Linked DNA regions of Astyanax mexicanus: region 1 is linked to region 2. The links are chromatin contacts, called in public Hi-C maps. All regions are on one chromosome and are shown on one strand. The core of a region is the stretch at or near the end of the contact, and the rest is flanking DNA. Distances in the headings are between cores, read along the strand shown.

Region 1 (3,595 bases), core at 282-2,781, 79 kb after region 2:
CTGAAAAAAAAAATCCATAAAGTGCCTTTAAGCTAGCCTTATAATCTATTAAACCGGTCTTATATTAAATTAAATTAGCCTCATATTCCATTAAACTAGCCTCATATTCTAATAAACTAGTTTCACATTTTATCAATCTTGTCTCTTATTTCATTAAACTAGCTTAAGAATATATTAACCCTTGTGGGGTGTTCATATTTTTGTTACTCATTTACTTTGTTACTTGCATTTTTTACATTAAAATGCTTTACACATGCTTGCTTCACCTAAATTGCAAGCAATATAAACAGCTTACATGGTTAATATTTGCCCTTTACCTTTCTTATGTTACATTTCTTTCAAAATGTGCTTCTCTTTTTTTTATTAGTTTTTTAATAAAATGTAAAAGAAAATGAATTAAACTCAAGATATGAGTAGAAAATTTGTTTAGTTTCAAATTTACAAATGAAGCAATGTTTATTAGCCCTTGGCCAAACATACTGTATGTAATATAGATGGTTGTGTTTTGATATATGCTTTTCACAAAAAATGAGCCAATGCCAATGAGTTTGAGTTAGAAAAAATATTTTTTTAGTATCATTTGATGAAAAATGAAAACGGGTTCCACAGACCCGAACACCACACAAGGGTTAAAGTAGTCTAATATTTCATCAAACTAGCCTCATATTCCATTAATCTAATTTCATATTAAATCAAATATGTCACTATATTAATAAACTAGTCTAAAATTCTGTTAAACTGGTGTCACCTTCCATAAAACCAGTCTTAATTTCCTTATTCAGTATCAGTAAATCAGTCTAAAAGGCACAGTGACACAAATAGTAAAATAACCAGAAACAGAAAAATGAATCACAATATGAATCAGGGGAAAACAACAGAATGACACAAAATGAAACTAGAAGCTGATTGAGAAGTGTAAACACAGCCTGTGTGTGGGAAATGCTGCCGTGTTTACTATATGTACCGTCAGTACGAGCTGTGGGACTGCCGATACTGATGTTGTACTTAGTTCTTAGTGCTTGATACTGTGGCCCTGTGGTCTAGAACAGTATTGAATTAATTAATTAAGATGATGTCGAACTGTATTCCTCCACAGGTAAGCAATAGGTCACCAGGCTCAACCCAAAAAAAAAAGCCCCTTCCACTTCCACTTCCTCCTCATCCTCATCCCTGTTCGCCCACACAGCCGACTGTCCAGAGTGACTGTCCGGTTCCTGAGAGGATGAGGAAAGAGGAGGTCTTTATCTGTTGAGGCTGGTTGTGGCTCTTGTTGTACCTGTGAGACTCGAACATCTATGTCTCTCTCTCCCTCTGTCTCTCTTTCTCTCTCTCTCTCTCTTTCTCAATCTCCTCAGCACTTTGCTCATCAGCAGCTGTGACCTCAAAACCCTTTTTTCGTTCTCATGCTTGGAAAGGCCGGCCTTTTCCCCTAAATCTGCCCAGACACAACAGAGACAGAGACGGACCACGGAGGACAGCAGCTCTGCACCGGTAGCAAGTAAAGCTGGACAGCAGTTGACCGGTTGATTGACCCTGCCCCTGCTATCCAGGCCCACAGACACCTACATGTGTCCACACAGACGCAGAAGCAGACGCTCAGGCCGGCAGCTGAACACACACGCGCAGGAGCTTCTGAGGAGCGTGGGCGGGAAGAGGACGGTCAAAATTTCCACAGAGGAAACAGCAATTTAGCCGGAGGGCCTGGAGAAGCTTTTTTCTTTTCTTTTTTATTAGCTACCCTGGCCTGCCACTGACTGCACCATCCTCACTTACACGCTACAACCATTTACTGACCACATGCCAGACTACCACTTTACTGTATATCACTATACCCTACCATTTACTATCATTCACTACTATACACTAGTATTTAATACCATTCACCACTATCATACCCTATCATTTAAAACCACACTCTACCATATATCACCATACATCACCATTTACTACCATTCACCACTATACACTAGCATTTACCGCCATATACTAACTTACACTATCAGACATCACTATGCTAAATCATTTACTACCATTCACTTCTATACACTAGTATTTAATCCTCACCATATACTAGAATACATTATCACATATTACCCTACCCTACCATTTTATACCATATATTATCATACACTACAATACCTAACCATATGCTACCATTCATGACCATATATCACTATACATCACTATACACCACCATTTACTACTATTTACTACCAGATACTAGCATTTATTACCATTCACCACCATATACTAACATACACTATCACACATCACCATAACCAACCATTTACTATCATTCATGAACATACAGCTCATCACCATACGTTACCATAACCTACCCTACATCATCATAAACAACCATTTATTACCATAAACTACCATTCAGTAACATATTCAATACCATACAGAAACATTTATTAGCATTCACTACCATATACTAACATACACTATCACACATCACCACACACTACTATTCCCTACCATTCATAACCATATGCCTCTATAACAGCAATAATTACCATGAACTACCAGTCTGGGTATTACTGTCATTAGAACATCATTAGATTTGGTTCCTCAGATGAAGAATGGAGGAATGGAAAGAAGCACACTGGGTGGAGTGGTTTCTGACTGAGGGAAAGGGAATAAATCAGGGCAAGTGATTTGTTTTAATGAGGGCTATAATCTGTTTCACATTCACTCATTCTGGACCTGTCATGTTCACATCACACACACACATACACACATGCACACACACTGACGAGGGGATGAAGAACCATGGGCGGAAACAAAACACTGCCAAGTTAAGGGATGAGCTCTCGGTGACACAACATTACACTTCAAACAAGAAGACTCAGCAAATTCATCACATGGTTTCTGCAGGTCCCTTTAGTAAGTAGCAGCAGTGTTCTTTAAGATTGGTGGGAGCTAAACTTCTGTAGGCCAAACAGGAGGGGCTAAATTATGGAAGCGTGAGGAAACACTGCTATAGGTTGAATGGGTGAAGCTAAAATGCTGTAGACTGAACGGGAGGGGCTAAGATACTATAGTCCAAATGGGAGGAGCTAAAATGCTGTTGACTGAATGGGTGGTGCTGAACTGCGGTAGATCAAATGGGTGGAGTTAAACTGCTGTAGACCAAATGAGTGGGCTCTAAACTACTGTAAATTGAGTGGGTAGTCTGTATGGGAGGGGCTAAACTGCTGTAAGCTATAAGAGTGAGGCTACTCTGTGGTAGACCAAATGGGTGAAGCTAAACAGTTGGAGGCTGAATGGGTGGAGCTAAACCTCTGTCACCCAAATGGGTGGAGCTCAACTGCTGTAGGCTGTATATTAGGGGTTAAAATGCTGTAAGCTATAAGAGTTAGGCTACTCTGTGGTAGGCCAAATGGGTGGAGCTAAACAGCTGTAGTCTGAGTGAGAGGGGTAAAATGCCTTAGACCGAATGGGTGGAGCTGAACTGCTGTAGACCTGTAAACAGCTGTACACTGATGTTGGCCAAATGGGTGTGGCTAAACAGTTGTAGACTGAGTGAGTGGAGCTAAACAGTTGTAGACTGAATGGGTGGAGCTAAACTGCTGTAAACCACATAGGTGTG
Region 2 (3,972 bases), core at 1,002-3,501:
CATATAGAGAGATGATATATTGTATAAAAGAGTTCAGAAATCAATACTCGGTATAATGACCAAATTTGTTAAAATCAAAGAAACTCATCATTTTTAAGTGGTTTCTTATTTTTTTTTAGATACACATATTTCATATATGATCATATATATGATCATATTTTTTAGATACATATATATATATATATATATACACACACACACACACAGTAAAACCCAATAAGTTCACTAAACTCAATACTTTTGTTGTAAACGATTACCTGAGAATTTTAAATTCATGTAATATATATTTTTTAAGTGCAGTGAACTTAACAAATATGTATACATATATGTATTTTATTGACAGTAATTTGTCTTAAATACTGTATACTATTTTAGTTTTAGTAAAAATTACATAATCCATATAATTTCCGCCAACAAAATACGTGATACTATATTATTTTTTGTTACATCAATTGCTTTGCATAATACTTTTACTTTGAATAAGTAGACTTGTATTTAGTCTTCTCTTTGATTTTATTCAAGTATTTTATTATTTAAATACTGATAGAAAAGTAGCTAAAAAGAAAATGCTATAGAGTGAACAGTATTGAGAGCACAGCCAACACAGAGTTACTGTAGTTAAGAAAATGATGCTTGTTCTTACAGCCTACAACACAGAGACCAGGCAGTTAATTATATTGTATGATCTACAACTTTACCTAAGGTAGTCCTACACTCACATCACAATCTACACATATATAATCCTACAGAGCAATTCAAAGCTGTGCCTGCTATAAGTACTGATCACAGGATATTAAGGATTGTTTTCATTACATTAGATTGCATTGCATTTAGCAGACACTTTGATCAGGTATATCAGTACCTGAGATTATCAGTGATGACCAGTATATTAAAGATTGATATCAGTAGGGACAATATTGCTACTGATCATAATATATTAAGGATTGGTATCTGTATTGAGCACAGGATATTAAAGATTGGTATCGGTATGATATTGGTATTGGTAATGCTCGCACAATATTAAGGATTGCTATATCAGTATTGACCATGGACAACATTGATATTAAAGCTTTTATGGGTTGGTATCGGTATTGGTGACAAGATATTAAGTATTAGGATCAGTATTGCCAGTATTGGCATTGCAATTGACCACAAGATATAAAGGATTGGTATTGATATTGATTACAATACATGATTGACAATGCTGGTATCTGAATCAATAGGTTGCTCTGCAGTGAAGCACAGTTTCACACAAAATCCCAATCAGTAAATTAAGCAGAAATTGTGATACACTGATCTACAGTTACCTGAAATATTTAGTTACAGTTATTGCTGCAAAGAAGGGTAAAATCACAGCAGATACTGAGAGCGAAGATTCACATACCTTTGCCACTCAGAAATATGTAATATTGAAAAATTGGGTAATTTTTCACAATACATAATTGACCAAACATAATATTTTTGTCTTGTTTGTTTAACTGGGTTTTCTTAATCTACCTTTAGGTCAAATTTATAGGTTAACAACCTTTCAAGCACCACTGTATCTTTATCTCTCAGTAATGAAGATGGAATGTCTGGATGGATAAATATGTTAAAGGAGACGCATGTCTGCAGTGTATATATAATATTTGTAATATTTGATCATGTTTAGGTGGATGAAAACACCAACTTATCCTTTAAGGTCAGTGTAACTTTTATTCATTTAAATTCCCTAAATACAAAATTAGAAAACTGGATGTGAAATTTTTTTTTTTTTTTTTTACATTTTTTTAACGTAGTGCAGTGTACAATAAATAAGTTTTAAAACATGTTTCCAAGTTTTGTTTTTTCATCTCTGCCCCTTAGAAAATCTCCCACATTTTTAGAATTTTAGAAAAAAAAATTATTATTTTTTAATTTTGCAAGTTGAATTATCTCATCAAATTTGTGTTACAAGACACAAAAAATGACAAATCAGAAAATCGAGAGATTCAACTTCTCTTGATTTTTTTCTTGAAATTCTGTTTGCTAAAGGCTGAAATGGAAAACTAAATAATTAAAAATGAATGAAAAACCATTTAATTTTTCTTATTCTGAATGGAAAAAATAATTAATTATGAATTTAGCTTGATACAGTCAGAAAATTAAACTGCTAAACATTACACTGACCCCTTAACCTCCTCCTCCCCAACCAATGACGATTTACACACACACACGCACACACACACACACACACACACTTTACTGAGATGGGCAGAAATCTGACACCCGGCCTGTCCACACACACACACACACACACACACACAGTCTCCTCCACAGCAGGCTGCAGACCTCCGGCTCGCGCTAGCTCTCCCAGTCCAGCCAGCTCTCACGCGGCGCGTCTTACTGGTTTTTGGACTAAATCTGAACTGGATTCAGACAGGCTGCCCCGAGACTGGAGGATCGCGCGCGAACACGGGTCCAAAAAAGACCCAAAGAGAAGTCCGGCCGAGCTGCTCTTTGTGTTAATGCGCCCTGGAGTCCAGCGCGCGCTGCGGATAATGCTGTGAACGGGCTCTGGTGGTTCTGATGCGCGTTCTGTTGGGTTCTGTTGGCTTCTGCGCGGTTCTACACGTCTCTATTGGGTTCTGCTGGGGTGTATTGTGTCCTGTTGGGTTCTGTGAGTGAGGACTGAGGATGGCGAGTTTTGGGAAGGGGGCTCTGCTGTTCCTCGCGCTCTCGGGATGTTTGGTTCTGTGCGCGTTCTCGGAGACAGCGGCGGAGGCGCACGAGGAGGAGGATCAGAGATCGTGCCAGGGTGCCTTCGATCTGTACTTCGTTCTAGATAAGTGAGTAGAACCATCTAGAACTTCACCTAGAACACTGTTTATACCCACACCTCTCTTACTGCCTCTTTATATACCCCTCTCTCTTTCTTTCTTCTTTCTCTTTCTCTCACAATCTCTCTCTCTCTCTCTCTCTCTCTCTCTCTCTCTCTCTCTCTCTCTCTCTCTCTCTCTCTCTCTCTCTCTCTCTCTCTCTCTCTCTCTCTCTCTCTCTCTCTCTCTCTCTCTCTCTCTCTGGTTCTGTACTGGTTTAGAACTCTACTGTTACCGGGGTCTGTTTGATATTAAAGGGCCCATCCCCTGCCAAACTGCTCCATCCTCACTTTCACAGCTGTGCTGCATGTTGGACCTCCTTAAAACAAGGGGTGGGGCTTCATTCTCCATGGGTTCTTTATTAAAAGCAGTCTTTCCAGGGGTCTTCTTTTAGAAGTGGGGGTGTATTTTACTTTAAAATTTGTATTTTAAAACAAAACAACACTTGACTGATCACACATTATTGACTTCACATTATTTGTCTTCACCTCCTGACCAGTTTAGCACCCAGTGATGCACCCAATGATGTCACTTCCAAGGTGCAGGAGTCCTCACATCACTCAGGGACATGTCAAAAGTCACTAAACACAATACTAGTCCATGTGAAAAGTCTGTCCTATTAGTTTTAATAATCATTGCAATAAACAATGAGTCGCTGGCAGGATAAAGACCCTACAAGACCAGTAGTAAAATTTCCCCACTACTAAATATTCCACAGTCAACTGTCAGTGATATTATATTAAAGAGGAAGCAACTGGGATGCTGAGGAGCATGTAGCTTCAGATTAGATCAATGAGATTAGAGAGTAGAGAGACTTATGGAATGGGTTTCCATGGCCGAGCAGCTCCATCCAATCCTTACATCACCAAACACAGTGGACCAACAACAGCAGATGACGTGTCTCTCCAAACCATCACTGATCATCAGTAAATTTTACATTTCATTTGTAAATCAAGGGATCAGAGTCTGGAGGAAGAGTGGAGAAACACACAGTCCAAGCTGCTTGAGGTCTAGTGTGACGTTTCCACCAATCAGTGATGGTTTGGAGAGACATGACATCTGCTGGTGTTGATCCACTGTGTTTTATTATCAAGTCTAAATTCAGTGTAGTTTTGTTTTCCCACCAAATCTTACA

The links. A called contact is a pair of places that touch in the nucleus more often than the background predicts.
Region 1: a contact with region 2 is called in a Hi-C map of muscle, with 16 times the contacts expected there. The contact joins the enhancer-like site here to the promoter of antxr1c in region 2. A contact is called at or near these places in 2 of 3 Hi-C or Micro-C datasets (both in muscle).

Annotation. Positions count from the first base shown.
Region 1 is chr15:9,068,645-9,072,239 of AstMex3_surface, forward strand. No RefSeq gene overlaps it. Among protein-coding and RNA genes, the nearest start is that of ubtd1b, 33 kb to the right of the region's middle. Within about 2 kb of position 1,532, the one cell type or tissue checked has an H3K27ac peak away from gene starts, as active enhancers do.
Region 2 is chr15:8,988,669-8,992,640 of AstMex3_surface, forward strand. antxr1c (ANTXR cell adhesion molecule 1c) reads left to right here and starts at 2,252. Exons shown (of 18, transcript XM_022669309.2): 1 at 2,252-2,807. The coding sequence starts at 2,656.